2 separate regions of the Larimichthys crocea genome follow, and region 1 is linked to region 2. The links are chromatin contacts, called in public Hi-C maps. All regions are on one chromosome and are shown on one strand. Each heading gives the region's core, a stretch centred on a gene start, on an enhancer-like site or on the middle of the called end of the contact. The rest is flanking DNA. Distances are from core to core; before and after follow the strand shown.

Evidence for each region. Hi-C and Micro-C count contacts between places; a contact is called where the count stands out from the background.
Region 1: a Hi-C map of muscle shows a contact between it and region 2, with 9 times the contacts expected there. The contact joins the promoter of znf408 here to the promoter of hypk in region 2. A contact is called at or near these places in 3 of 7 Hi-C or Micro-C datasets (all in muscle).

The regions. Positions count from the first base shown.
Region 1 is chrVIII:7,010,930-7,013,629 of L_crocea_2.0, forward strand. znf408 (zinc finger protein 408) reads left to right here and starts at 1,387. Exons shown (of 9, transcript XM_027281131.1): 1 at 1,387-1,515.
Region 2 is chrVIII:6,652,925-6,655,624 of L_crocea_2.0, forward strand. hypk (huntingtin interacting protein K) reads right to left here and starts at 1,411. Exons shown (of 4, transcript XM_019257120.2): 1 at 1,178-1,411. The coding sequence starts at 1,339.

The DNA of each region.
Region 1 (2,700 bases), core at 137-2,636, 360 kb after region 2:
ATCTGTCCCAGGTCTGACTGTTTGTACTCACATCAGTCAATGCCAAATTTAAAAAAACACTTTGGTTGCTGCCTCCTGTAATGGAATCATGACTGCACAGCTCTCATGTCTGTTCATGCTACGTAAAGATGTGAAACTTATATAATTAGACTGCAGATCAGTCAGTCCTCCATCATTCCAGGAGGGTCACCGCCTAGACATTCCAGGTACAGACAACAAACACGTCTTTCACCTTCCGTCTGCCTCTCAGTGAGCTCAGTGTTTCTGAGGTAAATAGGATACAGCACTGACTCATAGGGATAATAAAATTACGGTAAATTTGTATTTGCCGAGCAGGGTGGGTTGTAGATGGCGTCAGCGTTCCCTTGTGACTGAATAGGGTCCATTAAGGATCCTCTGTACCCCACCCTGTTCACCTCTCTGCCCCGGGCCTCCGGATAAATCGTCTCTCTCTCTCTCTCTCTCTCTCTGCTTATTTTGCTCTTGTTAATTAGTAGAAAACACAGAAAGTGCTTCATGCTGTGAGCAAACTGTGACCGTTTCAGATTACATAAGATAAGAAACACTAACTTTATGTCAGAGTTGATATTTCGCTGTTTGAACCTCAACATGGACCTTAAAAAACATCCGAAAAATACTAATAACTTCAGAAAAGTACAGCAGTATATTATATTTTCAGATGTAGAGAAAGGATGCTGGATTTTTTTTGTCTCGCTGACAGTCAGATAAAAAGATTGATTCCACTCTCAAGCTACAGCCAGAAAGGTCCCACGCCATTGTTCTGACGGCCCATTATTCTGAAATATAGTTTGAGAAATGTCCAGCTGGACCAAAAGACCATTTGCACGGCAGCCTGTGTCGTGGTCAGAGTACAATGCCCCCACAAGACCTCTATTTCATTGCTTTGGTCTTCTCCGGCTGACTGATTTAAATCTATATCATAACGCCTGTGTGATGCATCAAATCATTCATAAATCTCACCCCAGACTATGTGTGCTCGATCTCTCTATTCTATTCCAGTGATACAATGAAACCATGTCAAGGAGCTATGCACTTTTAATTGTTAGGAATATTCATACATTAAAATTCAGATGTAAATAAATAAATAAATAAAATATAATAGAAATAAAATAAAATATAAATAAAATATAAATAAAATATGAATAAATAAATAAATAAATAAACCATATAACTAACAATAAACTATACCTAACTATGAATAAATAACTACATAACTAAATACATACATAACTACCTCACAAGCTATACATACCCTATCCCTCACTCCATCCACTCATCCCTCCCTCCCTAATCAATCAATCAATCAATCAATCAAGGTGCTGAGCTGTGTGAATGTTTGCGGAACCAAAGACACTCACCAGCTGTTTCTCCCAGTCGGTCGGACCATAATTTAGCAGGGACTCCTTCCGTCGGTTGGATAGCGATACTTTCCCGGAGTTTAATCGGAATAATTAAAATAATCAATAATCGATCAAAGACAGCGACTCACACCAAGTACGTACACACTCATTAAGTCTATTCAAAGTGATTAATGGTTCATTTAACGTCACAGGTCGTGTTTGTTCTGAGCTAGCCGGAATGCTAACGCTCCGTATAAGTTAACGTGTGACCGTTAGCTTCGATAAATGATTAAAAATCTGCTTTAATTAAACAATTAGCGTCACTTCGTGATTAATTAACAGCAGACAACAGCGTCACAGCTTAATTGACTTAATTCAAACTTAACTCGTCGATGTTGACGGATGTTGGCCAGAAATGCGTTTTCCCTGCGTTAGCCCGAGACCACAGGAGACTTAAAAGGAAGATTAATGAATATAATTAACATAATTAACATAATTAACATAATTAATATAAAAAGAGTCTGATTTATTAACTACAAGTTAATGTTACGTGACTCTAATATAGCAATAGATTATTGTAACAGCTGAAATAAACCTGAAATAAAGTAAAAAGTCATTTAATGTGAATAATTCAACTTTATTTATTTCTATAGAACAGAAATATTACATATATATTATATACATTTTATTTCATAGGCACCTTTCTGTCACCTTACAATAAATGAGAGTGACAGAGACAAACAGAAAGAACCATAAAAGTATCAAATTACAAGGATACAACATTAAAAACAGGTTAAAATAGGACAATGTAACTCAATCAGATGGAAATCTTAATTTTTAAACAGGTGCAGACTTAAAATGTGAGAGACAAAAACTAACAGTTCTTAAGGTAACAGAAAAACTAGAGATTAGAAGAAAAAGTAAAAAGCATAAAACTACAACAACGAAACAGATAAAAAGAAAATTAAGACCTATAGGGTAAAAAGCATAATTTAAGACCTGTACAGTGAATAACAGGGAGTGATCAGGACATAAAAACTCAGCAGTGAATGGCACCTCAGGTAAAAGCCAGGCTAAAGAGAGATGTCTTAATTAAATTAGATTAGATTAGATATACTTTATTCATCCCACCACGGGGAAATGTACTTGTTACAGCAGCAGAGGAAAGTGTAGCATACACTACAGAATTAGAAAAAAGTAGAAAAGGCAAAAAAAAACCATAATAAACAGACAGAAATATCTATAACCTACAATAAACAGACAGAAATATCTATAACCTACACAATAAACAGACAGAAATATCTATAACCTACACAATAAACAGACAGAAATATCTATA
Region 2 (2,700 bases), core at 161-2,660:
TAGTGTGTGTGTGAATGGTGTTAACAGACATTAACTCTAAAGACCTTTGTAGAAAGGCGCTTATGAAGTTCAGTCCATTTCCTTGTATTAGTTTACGGGCAGACTTGCCACATCCAATAGGCGGACCCGTTGACGTTACGATTCAGCGCTCATGCTGGCGTCTAGTATCTATGTCTATGTGTATATGTCTATGTGTATATGTCTATGTTTATATGTCTATGTTTATATGTCTATGTGTATATGTCTATGTTTATATGTCTATGCCTTACTCTGTTTGACCTAAATGGAACGGAGCCTTAATTAGTACCACTGTTTCCTATTAACTAAGAAAAAGTGTACTGTAACACTGTTTGGACGTTTCCTTTCCTGTTGTGTTTAATCTATATCGAACACTTTAATGAGTTTATCTGAGTGTATGTTGATATATCTGCATGTTAAATCACTTAGAGCCTGTCAGCTAACAGTTAGCCACTGAGATAACCGTTGGTAGATAATTCCCGCCTTTTAACACGTAGTCATGGAAACGGCTCATGAATCTATAAGTAGAGTTAAAAACGGAACACGGTTCAACTTTGACGCTTCACACGGTTTAACGTCAGACCGTGTCAGCCCGACTGCGGTAACGCTATCTACTCTACACAAAATCTAGTGCGCGACTACATCGGTTTGTACGGTAAAGCGTGTGAGCGGCTTCATGGTGCCTTCAAGTGCACATCGGAAACCCAGAAATCAAATAATAATAATAATCTCTTTTCGAAAGATACATGCAGATTTACAAAAATCATTAAATAAACAAATCAACTCCACCTGATTCTTTTTCTACATGTCCCCAGCTACTTCTGGGGTGAATTTCAAGTTATTTTACTGTACTATTTTCTAATACAGTATAATATAATGTATGCATCACTATTAAAACAAATAGTACAGTAAAACAACTTGATATTCACCACAGAGGTAGCTGGGGACATTTGATTTGTTTATTTGATGACTTTTCTAAATCTGCATATGTAGCTTAGAAAAGAGATTATGTGATTTCTGAGTTTCCGAGGTGCGCTTGAAGGCACCATGAAGCCGCTCATACGCTTTACCGTACAAACCGATGTAGTCGCGCACTAGATTTTAAAGTGCGTTGCCGCATGTTCCCCTCGGCTAACGTCGTTAGCTCCGCAGCTTTCACCGTTTCTAAGTCCGAGCTGGAGATTTCTTTCTCCTCCGCGTAGTCCGTGACTCTCTCCAGGTCAGCGGCTCCGCTGTCATGCTTGCGGGGCTTCTCCGCCGGTTTCCCGGTGCAGTTTTCTTCGGCTTCCAGGTCCAGATCGACGTCTCCCTCCGCAGCCATGTTTGCTCGAGTACAAGGGCCGGAACGAAAAGGAAGGTTCCGGCCAAACGTCGGAGGGAGAAACGGGGTAGCACCGGAAAGGGAAATCACAGTTTAACCCTCTAAATAAATAAATAAAAATAATCTGAAGAATTTTTATTTTTATTTTCTTTGGGCTCTGTTGCATGCACTGTACTTTCACATCCAGGGTATTTGCACCTGCCCCCCCTTTCTCCATCACAATAACATTTCACAGTACACTCTGTCTTATACATAAATATATTACACTGGGGAAAACTATTTTTGTTGAGTTAGGTCTGACACCTGTTTTTAACTAATGTTTCAGGTGCTGAATCCAAAACTGATCTCAGTTTTTCTCGATCACGTCAAGTTTTTGAACTATAGGATCCCTGTTTTCTTAAAAAATATGAAAAGTCCTGTACTTAACAGATATGTTAACATGCATTTGAATGTTTCTAGTGGTAAAAATTCAAATATTTCATCAAGGAACAGCTTCAAAGTTCATTCTTTCAAAATAAAAGCATGCATTTTTAAGCAAAAGAAGTTATACTTATCAATATTCTGCTTTCTTTTAGGTCTAATTAAAAAATCAGGCACATCATTTAATTATTAATTAACCTCAGTTCTATTTCCAAAAGTGATTTTAGTGAAAGAATGAATCAGATCTGTCATATTATCTTATACTGTAACAGATATGTGCTTGTTTCCACTGAACAAAAGTAACAGTCTGTGCAGTGATCTTTTTGGGGATACCAAACGCAACTTTTCACGTGTTCCTTTGGTCCACATCTGTAAACTCTCCACACACTGCTTCCACACTTTGTGAGGAGCCCATGGCTTGTTGTCTTGATCACCGAGTTTTACTTTAAAATATGCAAAATATGCATGTTTGATAAATGCACTGATGTTTGCTTTCCTCTGACTTGGAATGGTGAAACTAGCACAAATACAGCAAAAGGAGTCAGGGTGGTTTAGGCGTTTACGACGAGAAGTAGCAGGAGCAGACATGATCTGGAACAAAGGAGATATATACCTATGGAAATCAAACACTAAGATGGAATAGTTACAAGCTTTGAAAGTGGAGGAGCCACAGCCGCCCCGTGTGTATGATCACCTGAAAATAAGAATCTTTTTACTTTTGTTACTTAAAAATGATCCTTTTATATTTACAGTGGGAGCGGGTCCTCTTTTATTGAAACACCATGTTTCTACAGACTAAACTAAAAAGTGACTCTAGAAGTGTTGTTTTTCCTTTACACTGAGATGGTGAGGGTGATGTGAGGAGACTGCAATGCAGCAATTAGACCACTAGATGCAGCTAAATTCTGCACACTGGACCTTTAATACTCAGACGTATATAA